2 separate regions of the Lactuca sativa genome follow, and region 1 is linked to region 2. A link is a contact called in public Hi-C data. All regions are on one chromosome and are shown on one strand. The core of a region is the stretch at or near the end of the contact, and the rest is flanking DNA. Distances in the headings are between cores, read along the strand shown.

Region 1 (6,001 bases), core at 3,132-5,631, 140 kb before region 2:
TAGAAAAACAGAAGTATGCTACATTAAAGAGTAAAAAATCAAAGTTTCGGATAGTTGGTTGCCAAAAATGCTAGAAAACAAGTACCACCTTTTTATTATAAAGAAACAGTATATAACAAAAGATAAGATTATAAAACTACGTTTTAACTATCCTATTAACCACTTAAACTAACATAACTGACTTGTTACAAAATTTGGATCCACAAAGCCGTATATGATCCACACTCTTTCTGTATTTTGATCACATTTTGATACATCTGGCAAAATACATACTCACTGGATTTGGTAAACCAATATTTCAGAATTCATGTGACACTGCTATAAAATTATTATTCGCTTGTGCTTCCTCCAAGCCTTTCAATAGCAGCACCTACACCCCCCTTTGCTTTGTTGCCTTCAGGAAGAAGAACCACACTCTCTCCTTCATTTGCTTTCTCCACTAGTTTCAAATGCAGCCATCCTATCATTATCAATCACCACATCATTTCACAATTCAAAACACTTCTCTCACTTATTACAGGTATAAAGTATATTAATAAACTATATTCAGATAAATCACCTAAAGGGAAGCAAAATGTTGCGCCCAATACGGATCCTAACAGGACATTCCTTCCACGCCATGCAAGTGATCCAGGCACTAAAAAAAATAAAATAAATAAATTGGGCGTTAAGACTTAAGATATGATTTAAATGGGATATAAAAACTTATGATTTTTTTTTTTTTTTTTTTTGAAATTTCTTACTGATTAGACCAAATGTAGCAGCAGTAGCAGAACCAGCTCCAACTACATTATAAACATCATGAACTCCTCTTTTTTCAGCAAGAAGATTTTGCAATCCATAAAATGCAGCTGTGAACATTCCAAGGCGAACACCACCTACTATTGAACCACGTGTAATTCTGATAAACCTTTTCTCCATTGCATCTCTCATTAATCTATATTGTTCTCTCTTGTCAGATGTGCTCCCAAGTTTCAATGTTACTTCTGCATCCTTGCTCTTAAGAACATCGACACCATATTTATAAATATTCATTAGTTTCTTGAATGAATGATGAGCATATTTTAATGAAACATCTTTTTTTGGGTACTTACAACAGAAGCAGAGGCTTCCTTGCTGCCTCCATATAACATGCCAGCAAATACTCCAACAATGGTTGCTGTACCCCAGTTTACAGTTCCAGGCAACTTTGGAGTTTTCTGTGTTCAAATTGAAAAAGGGGTTTACCATAAGGCGAATCAATGTATTGAAATCTTGGAAGAAAGCAAATTGGGGAAGTGATTCTTACACGATGAACACTTTCTTGTGGTTCTTCATGGACTTCCATTGTCAAGTATAATTGATTCCAGTCTCTCTAGAAATAAACTTTACCCTGGAAATTGCAAGTCAAAAACAACACGATCCTACATAGAATCAAGATGTAAACTACATAAATACTTGTTAACAGATTTCACAATCAACCAATTCATAGACAAATAAACCTTTGAACACAGGAAATCGATTTCACCATAAGTTAAACATATTTCACCAAATTTATACATGTTAACAGAAAATGGAGTTGATAAACAACAAACAATAATCAAATCTAGTACAGGTAAGCGTCGATCAAACAGAAAAATGGAGTTGAAAAACACAAACACTAATCGATTTCTGTAACAGGTATCTGATGAACAAAAAAACGTTCAAACAAAAGAGTTCTGCTGTGTTCTGATGGAGTGTAGAATCGACACTTCAAGGGTATTTCAGGTAATAATCGATCAAACAAAAAAGCGTAGATGGTATATGATGAACACAGAAAATCGAAAATTGGAACAAAGAACTCTCATATCGATGTTGAAACTTACCGGATCGGAAATCGATGTAGGCGAAGACGCCGGCAGCGGTAGTCTTGATCGGAAATCGGAGGAGGAAAGCTGGTGGGAGAAAAAAACGAGTTCTGCTGTGTTCTTGTGTTCTGATGGAGTGGTAGAGAGCGACACAGGGGAGACGCCGAGACGAGGATACAACAAAGGAGATAGGTTTGGGGGGATTGTTTTAAGGTCCCTCACTTTTAGTTCGATAAGTTTACCTGGGATTTGATGCTAAGAAACGCCGCTTGTGTGCTTTACCAGTCGCCGGCGATCGACGGCGAAAAGGGAGGATTCCGAAGAAATGAATCTTTTTGCCAGCGGTTGAACACGAAGGTAGACTACGTCGTTTTGGTATTACTGGACCGACTAGATTGGGCCAAGCAAAATCTTCACAGATCTAATAATAGTAAACAGACTAACACATTCCGGCCCATATTTGGATTTTTACATGCTAGTTATTATTTTTTTTCGTATTTTGAAAAAAAATCAAGCTTATATTATTTTTTTTTAACTTAAATATAAACATAAATTATATGTATCGAGACTATATTTGATGAAATAAAAACTTAAGATGTTTATCCATGATTATTTATGATCATTTTGTGTAATAGGCCTTTAAACAAAGATTTAATATTTGATAACCGTTTTACAACCGAATAAAAAAATCACAGGGAGAAAGAGAACGAGAGAGAAAGAGACCTAAATATTGTAAGACTCTCGCAATATTTAAATAAAGTACCCAAGCCATTTTTATGGAATTTTCATGATATATGTGACCTAAATATTTGATTATGTATTGATATAACTGATAGAAATATTGAAAAGAATTCCATCAACCTTAGTAATATGTCAAAACATGGTGTAATTTTCCTTAAATTGGCTGAACACACCAAAACTTTCATTAATAATCAAATAGTTTTCTAAATGAGATTCAAAATTATCAATATAGTCGGAAACCATCTTGTACCCGATTATAGTAGTTTCAAAAATCAATGTCTAGGTGGTTTACTTAGGAGAACATTCTTTTTGTTGTTAAACCGAAAAAAATCTAAACAACAGTGTTTTTTTTATATAATTCAAATTATTATGGTTATCAAGAAACCCCTATACTTGTTTAAAGTGATTTTTTGTTAAAAAAAAAACAAACGTTAAACTAAATAAAATTAAAATTACAATCATGTTTATGGAATTAAGTCTTATATTATTTATGACGAAAGTAATTATAACATACCCTAATAGATAAACACATGATTTTTTATATCTAGTATATTCAAGATTCTAAAAAGTCTGTCATGGCTTCACCATGACATATCATGACTCCAAGATTTGTACTTGACGCTACGTGTTAACAAAATGTCGCCTTAAGTTATATATATATATATATATATATATATATATATATATATATATATATATATATATGCAAAATTGCCGTCTTAAGTAATTTCTTACAAACGATGTGGTTTGTCAAGACTCGAAAAAATTTGAGGCTTGATATTGCAGTTAAAGTCATGTCTAACGTTATTTAAAACCTTGTGCGAATTACATAAGTATATTAATTAAAATAAATAAATTTATGGCTTGTTCCATCTATATCATACTAACTTAATTGCACCAGACCGACTTATTTTTCTAAAGTAATTTGTGTCTCGTTGCATTGCACGGGTGAATATATATATATATATATATATATATATATATATATATATATATATATATATATATATATATATATATATATATATATATATATATATATATATAAAGGGTCAAAAAAGACTTTTCAAAATTGATGGGATCAAACCACAATAAAAATAGGCCAAGGTGACTATATGTCAATTTTTAAAGCCAATGGATGTAACCAAAGAAATCAAGCAAACGCATGTCCAAATTTTCAATTTTCTCTAAAAGCAAAAATGTGTTAAATTTTGGTAAAAGAACTAATTACACTACTCAATATTAATCCATTTTTTTTATAATAATAATAATAATAAAAAAGGAGCGTGTATGCATTAAACTTTTGACCAGTTTCATTTTTAGTTATTCTTTGTTTTATCTATTTGATATGTTGCAAGTAAAACGTAAACATATCTTAAATGGACACATTTATAAAAAAAAAAATGTTTGTATCCTTCAAAAATTAACAAAGAAATTGAAGTCAATGTAGTTTATGCAATTCTAAATTTACAATAAACATCAATTTTATCACAGTAATGGTTTGTTTCTAACAAATATATTTAACGTACTACTCTAAAATACCAGACTAATTATTCTATCTACAAATTGCACAAACTCTAAACTACCAGACTAATTATTCCATCTACAAATTGCATAATCAAGTTTTCTATTCATCAAAACAAACCATTCGTACCAATTTATGCTCTAAAAGCATACTAAAGCAAAAAATACAAAAGTTGGGCTGGGCCAAAATATTAAAATAACACAAAAAGTTCATAGAATAGTAAACAATGCACCAACATTATATTCTTCATTACGAAGACCTTGACAGCATTAAAGCAAAACACTTTCAACCATCACAAGCAAAGCATCCCACTCACATGTTACTTCAATTCCTAGATCCATACGCTCACTTTGAGTCATATGTATCTTGTTACTTACCTCTCTCACCATGGCTAAACTTAGGTCCATCATTTTGTTTATCTTATTACATGTCTTTGTGTATAGTGTAGGTGCATCTCATGTATGTCGATCCTATTGTGGCAACATAACTATAGATTACCCGTTTGCTCTCCGGTCGGGATGTGGTCATTCAGGTTTCAGAGACCTTTTGTTTTGCATCAACGATGTCCTTATGTTTCACATTAGCTCGGGCTCATATAGGGTTCTAAACATCGACTATGCATATCAGTCCATGACTTTACATGACCCACATTTGTCCACATGTGACTCCATCGTGCTAGGAGGTAGGGGAAATGGGTTTGTAGTGGAGCACTGGCGGGCCCCATACCTAAATCCAACCGCAGATAATGTGTTCATGTTATTGGGTTGTTCGACCCAATCACCACTCTTCCAAGGGTTCCCAACTGGGAACCATGTACCATGTAGAAATGTCTCGGGTATGGGTTGTGAGGAGTATTATGGTTGTCAAGGTTGGATGGATCTTGGGCTAGCCCGTATGGGCTTGGCTTATGGGTCAGGGCCACCTATTTGTTGTGCATTACCCTTTGATGCAATCAAAAGTGTGAATCTTAGTAAACTAGAGTGCCAAGGGTATAGCAGTGCATACACCTTGGCACCTCTACGAGTAAGCGGTCCTTCTGAGTGGACTTATGGAATACGAGTCAAGTATGATGTGGAGGTAAGTAATGATTCATTTTGTAAAGCGTGTGAGGCAACTGGTGGGTCTTGTGGACATGATGTGGAACATTTTGGAGAATTATGTATGTGTGGGAGTTGGAATTCTACCTCAAATTGTGATACAAGTAAATCTCTTTTACTTTGATTTATTAAAATTTTTTAGTAAAATTACATATTTTTGTCCATCTATAGAAGTCTTAGTGTGTTATATAAATTTTTTCCAAATTTCACTATAAAGTTCATATGTTTTGTGCAGTTATGAAATTATCGGTCGGGGGAGCCTCGTTGCCAAGAGACAAGTTATTAGGTTATTATAATGCCTTTCCATTTTAATACTATGAAAATAATGTTATAAGACTTATTTATCTCAATTTTCACATGATGATTTTGTCGAATTCTATATTTTACAGGATTACTGATTGTCATATCTACCTTCTGGTTAACATCTTTTCGAATGTGAAATGTCTTTTCCATCGCAAATCTATAGTTTGAGGAGGAAGAAAATGCATACTCAACTTGAAAAGATGCCAAATGTGTTCTTCAATGTTCATTTAAAGGAGGCCTATATGTAGGCTAAATATAGAAAAAGTAATTGTGCCTAATTGAATGGGAATTTCTTATTTAAGTATATTGAGTGAAGTTTTGTTTGAGAATGTCATTGTATTTGTTTTGGACTTTTCACTTTTAACGTTATTAGAGGAAACATAGGATTTTGATGAATCTTTTTATACATAACTATGAATATAGAAGATATTAAATTATTTAGATGTGTCAACATATCAAAATGGGGTCGACAAATGAAATGATAATGTTTAGTTCACATTAAAAAAACA
Region 2 (6,092 bases), core at 1,806-4,305:
GTTACAAAGGGATTATGAAACTGAATGAAATAACTTTTTATATTCATATATATATATATATATATATATATATATATATATATATATATATATATATATAATTAAAACTGAAACGGTAGTTGGACAAATAAAGCTACCCTAAGTCTACATCCAAACAAGGAAAATGAAATAAAGTGAATTATTAGTCCTAAGCCTTATATATATATATATATATATATATATATATATATATATATATATATATATATATATATATATATATATATATATATATATATATATATAGAGAGAGAGAGAGAGAGAAAGAGAGAGAGAGTTAGGTTCAAATGTTTTTACTATCTATTGTGTGCTTGTAGGATTGATTCTAGACCAATCATTTTAGTTATTTTAAGAAAGTAATTAATGCATATTAAATGCTGAAGTTCTAATTAATGTTCATTATATCTTTAACATCTAATATGTATTAATTACTTTCTTAAAATAACTAAAATGATTGGTCAAGAATCAATCCTACATGCACACAATAGATAGTTAGAACAATATAACCTAACCCTATATATATATATATATATATATATATATATATATATATATATATATATATATATATATATATATGATTTTGGCAAAATATAAGTTTAAAAGAGTTTTTAAGAGATTTAAAGGAGTTTGACAATATTTAAAAGTATTTCAGCAACTTGAATTCTTTTTTAGAAATATTTAGAAATCATATAATTCTAAACACAATATCCTTGTGTTTAGACTTGTATTCCCCCCCCCCCCCCCTCCCTAAAACATTGAAAAATAGTAAAAATGCAGGGGTATGAACTCATCTTTTGCGAGTGTTTGGTGAGGATACGGTGTAGTCCAGTTAATTTCACAAGTTAGAGCCCGTGATAAAAACCGAATCCTAATTTATATTAACATCATATTAAATATAAATTAGATAATCTAATGAAGTTTAAAGTGTTAAACAACACTTAATTATTGTAAGAAGACTTACAATAATCCTTAGAATAGTATGTGACTGTTCTTCGTGTGTTCTTGAAGAAAACTAGAGATATTGGGTGTTTTCGGCCTAAGATATGAAAATTAGAAGGTGTTTTCGGATGATATCAAGAACAATAAATGATTTTTCGCATGATAATCAAGAAGATTGAGTGATTTCGCATGTGTTCTTGAGGGAGAAGAGTCATTTCGGTTGATGTTCTTGAGAGAAAAGGTGTTGATTTCGGCTGAATGGTGTGAGAATGAGGAGTGTTTCGGTTTATATATATATATATATATATATATATATATATATATATATATATATATATATATGAGTATATTGTGGCGGTTTTAACAAAAATATCTAGATATTATGTGTTTTCAGTCAAGAACACAAACCGAGGATGGGGTTCTCGGTTAGGAACTCTACCCGAGAAGCCTCGTTTGCGGTCAGAAGAGGATAAGGTTTGCGAGGTTTTCGACTGTGAACTATATGTCGGATCGCATGTTTTCGGTCTGAGGTTCTCAACCAAAAATGTGTTTACGGTGCGAGGAGATAAGGCAGTCCGAGGGTTTTCAGTCATACGAGAATCCTCGGTTTAGAGTAATTCCACTTCTAAACTTTACAACACATTTACGGATAGGTTTACTCTAACCAAAATCATTAATTTAACTTTATTAAATTAATCAAAACAACAAAGTTGACTTTAATTTGATATGTTTGACCTTAGTTGACTTTGGTTGACTTTTACTAGATTGAAAATGATGGGTTGTCACATTTAGAGTGTGTGGTAGCTACATATTAGTAGTGTGAAGTTGTAAAAATTAAAGTATGTCTGAAACACGATGTCCGGAACGATCCAAAATATGTTTTGAGAATCTATGCCCATGATCGTGTGACCGTGAATCTAAAATGTCTGAAATCTGACATAAATGATGGATTTGATTTGAAATCAATGGTTGATTTAACATCCAGAATTTCATTCCAGAATGGTAGTTAATCTAAAATATACCACTATAAATAAGCGATCGGAAACAACTCCAAAATGATAGTTAATCCGGAAGCAACCTATGAATGTATGAAGTTGTATTTTTTGGAACAATTAGCTGTTGAAATGTTATAAATTTTAAAGAAACAATTAAAATATGGACAAAATAATTTTACCACATATCTAATATCCACAAAACAGAGTTGAAAAATGATCCGACACATTAGTTTTGATGTTGGTGTAACTATGAGGGTTGGTCCGCCGAAGGTTGTATAAATATGCAGACAAGTTGGTAAAGCTTTTTTCATGGTCACTATCTGAGAAACTTATCTTGAAGCAGTTATAATAGATAATTACATATGATCCAAAGTGAGTGACTAACTACATGGTATACCATTTATATATAAGAGATGAAAAAAGTTGTTTTTTGGGATCCAGTGTGTGTCTGGAAACGTGTTTGTGAATCCATAATGTCACATCTATGTACGATTTTGACTTATGTACTTCAGAATTGACTTTGTCAGTTCGGAATGTACGGAGACAGATTCCGGATCAGAAGCTTTGGAATGCATACAGCTACTCCTGAATGTTTTATTCTGAAGTTTATGATATTTTTTTTTGAAAAAGAATTATAAATTAATCATTATTATTGTTAGTAGATTACTCGATTTCCCTTTTACAAACCAATAAGACTAAATTTGAATTTGAAGACTAGTTTTTTTAACGGCAAATTTATATATTATTTCTAAACTACATCTTAGATCCACAAATCTCCGGTCAACTTTAAGAAGAAAAGATAACATCGGATACCGTTAGGATAGAAGAAACCCTTTGGTTTGAAGATTAGTCAACAAATCAAACTTGAGGCTTTGTTAAGGTGGTGATAATTATTTTGTTATTATACTAATTAAACACGGTATCGAAACTCTAAACCTCCGTTGGTTACATAGAAAGCACATCCAACGGATGAGAACTGACATGGTCCCACCTTTTCAATCACAGAAAACAACGCGCGGAATGGGAGCGTGGATTAAACCAAAAAAGGAAGGATAGAAGTGAAAGAAGGAGAGGATGGTGCATGATGAATATGATGATGATAGATGAGACCAGACATTCAGGTGCTGCTGGGGCTTTCTTTCATCTTGTTTGTACGCTAAATTCACACTCCTACTCTCTCTCTGCCCCCTCCAATTCCGATCATATTCCCCCAACCTTTCTCTTCAAATCCATATCTTAATTCCATGTACAAACCTGTTATTGATCGATAATGGAGGAAATGTACGGATTAATGAATTACCATGAGCAAATTCCGCCGGCAGAAACGGCGAGAGAGAATTACCATCACGCTTTCGATGATCAGGCACCGGACGTTCGCCATCAACGGACTATTCCGGCAGTGTTTGGATCAGGCTCCAATATTCAAACTAGTAGTAGCAATAAGAATAATAACAACGGATTAGCTGAAGAATTAGATGAAGATTTGTCAAGCGCTAATCGAGCCAAGATCATGTCGCATCCTCTATATCCTAAGCTGCTCCAAGCTTACATCTCTTGCCAAAAGGTATGTCTGTATATGTATGAGAGAGAGAGAGAGAGAGAGAGAGAGAGAGAGTTGCTTGAGTGCTTACACGTATGTGTCTATGTATGTATATGTGATGTATTCGGTGTACGTATGTATGATATGTATCCGGTCAGTTTATCTGTTTCCTCTGAGTACAGAGACACTGTTAGTTTCAGTTACAGTGGATCTGCGTTCAAACAGACACGAAAGCTGCGTAGCAATGTCGTGTGCTTGTTGTGTATTTAATCGCTTGCAGAACGTAAATCACAATCACAATATTCATTTTCAGTTTTGCAAAAATTTTGAAATCCGCGCGATTTCCTGCTTGTTTTTAAAATACGCATTTGAATAATTTGATCAGTGATATTCCGAGTCCTCAGAAGATCTTCAAACGTTTAATCTATAGTGACTAGGAGTTTAACTCACATTCAACAGGTTCTGATTAGAATAAATTTATACGAACCTTCTGTTAGGGTTAAGATTCGTTGAAGAATCAAATACGTCACACGTCAAGAAGAAATCACTAGTGCGTGTTTGATTCTTATCAGGTTGGAGCTCCACCAGATATCGCGAACCTGTTTGATGAAATTTTCAGCGATAATGATTTCTGCCGGAGATCCAGCGCCTGTTCATGTCTGGGCGATGATCCCGAGCTCGACGAATTCATGGTGAGTCAAATTGCTGTCACTGTCGATCGTGTGTTTGTAATTAATTTCTTCATTCGCTGATTGCTCGATCAATTTGTGATTCTTTTGAAGGAAACTTACTGTGAGATGCTGGATAAGTACAGATCGGATCTGGCAAGACCTTTCGATGAAGCAACCACGTTTTTGAACAATATGCAAACTCAACTCACCAATCTCTGCAAGGGAACTTCTATAACCTACCACACAGGTCTCTCTCTCTCTCTCTTTTTCTCTCTCTCCTCCAGTCATGGAATCTCGTGCTATGTGTGTATTTCATCATTATCATGTCCCACGGTTTATTATTATTTTATTATGCGTCTCATAGTCAATTATATATACTATATAATTTATCCAATCGGAAACCCTTTTTATATCTCTATTTCGCCGCCGAGGGAAGGGGAGGCGGTGATGGAGGTAGGTGATACGGTGTTGGATACCTCCGCCGTTAAGTATGTGCGTCGGAGCCGCCGGATATCTGTTGTCACGGCATTTTGAATCCGACGGCGAAACAAGAATGAAGAAGAATCAGGAAAACCCTAGCGTAGCGAATTATATTTCTTCTGAGTGAGACTTTCATGGTCTGATTTTAGATATTTCATTGGTTATCCCTGATCCTTCACTCATTTTCATATTCGAAGTCTGATGTGTGTTTGTTTTGCAAAACAGTCCAAACACCTCGAAATCCCAACTTGTTCTAGGATATATGGATAATATATCCGATTGATTTTATATATATCTACTCTTTGGCAAAATACAAAAATCACTCTAATTCTTTGTCTTTTCTTAATTCTATTTAAATGATTACGTTTAATTAAAAAACATATTAACAACTAGGCCTTCTTATTCGGAGAAGAATCGGATTTATGAAGTTTTTAAAGTAAATAATCCAGTCAAATTTAGCTGGAGCTTTGTATATTAATTGGGGTTTGTTATCAAGTGATTAGCTTCAACTTAACTTTGGTTATGATGGTCAAATTAAATTTTGATATGTAGTTAATATGTATGTTATTGGGTCTAATAAGAAGTTAGGTCTAACCTGGTTAGAACCACAATTAGAAACCGTTTATATATTTCTTAGTGAGTCTGATAAGTAGGTTGGATCTAACTCATTCAGACAATGATTTAATTAAATCTAAGTTAATCAACAACTATCAAACAATCTATCAATCACATGAAGAGGTTTAAACTTTAAACAATAGATAATGAAATTAGTCGGCCTTGTATCAATGCTTTGCTATCAGTTTTGGGTTAAAGGATATAGTAGGGTATTCATCTTGTAAGTTAGCATATATCTTAATAAGAAAGTCTATTTCTTAAATTTATTTATGATGCACCTTAAAGGGTACATTTAATCAACTTCAAGCTGTTGGATAGATGATGTATTGTCATTGTGCATTTGGCTTGACTAATTCGAGTTAGGATTAGGAAGCAGGCTCTATATTTAATTTAATATATTTTTGTGTATTACTTTTAAATATAATGTATGTAAGATATCTTGAACTCAATATTCCTATAAGTTTGAACAAAATTTTTAGACATGCATAAAATTTAAGCAGTCACCTTAGCTAGCTAGCTTTAAAAAAAAAAAAAAAAAAAAAAAAAAAAAAAAAAAAAAAAAATCTTTTACTTTAATTTTCGAAATATATGATATAGCAATTCATTCAAAGCAATCGAGAGCTCCCGAGAATTCACAATTCACGTATAAGAAGCCCCTTCCAATACATTATACTCTGTTTAAATTAAAGTTAATCTGTATTAATTAAGTATATACGTGCAGAAACAAAGGTATGATTAATTAAAGATATAGGAAGATATATAATTTTATTTGAGCATTTGCCCAAATCTTGAATCTTAAGAATAGCTAGG

The links. Hi-C and Micro-C count contacts between places; a contact is called where the count stands out from the background.
Region 1: a contact with region 2 is called in a Hi-C map of leaf, with 7 times the contacts expected there. The contact joins the promoter of LOC111900685 here to the promoter of LOC111900683 in region 2. A contact is called at or near these places in 2 of 4 Hi-C or Micro-C datasets (leaf and seed).

Annotation. Positions count from the first base shown.
Region 1 is chr5:36,966,339-36,972,339 of Lsat_Salinas_v11, reverse strand. LOC111900685 reads left to right here and starts at 4,381. Exons shown (of 3, transcript XM_023896564.3): 1 at 4,381-5,293; 2 at 5,425-5,475; 3 at 5,579-5,843. The coding sequence starts at 4,480. The coding sequence ends at 5,628. It overlaps LOC111900686, which reads right to left and starts at 2,176. Exons shown (of 6, transcript XM_023896566.2): 1 at 1,845-2,176; 2 at 1,289-1,372; 3 at 1,095-1,199; 4 at 744-999; 5 at 560-637; 6 at 69-460. The coding sequence starts at 1,327. The coding sequence ends at 330.
Region 2 is chr5:36,820,932-36,827,023 of Lsat_Salinas_v11, reverse strand. LOC111900683 (homeobox protein knotted-1-like 6) reads left to right here and starts at 3,055. Exons shown (of 5, transcript XM_023896562.3): 1 at 3,055-3,540; 2 at 4,089-4,208; 3 at 4,299-4,434. The coding sequence starts at 3,247.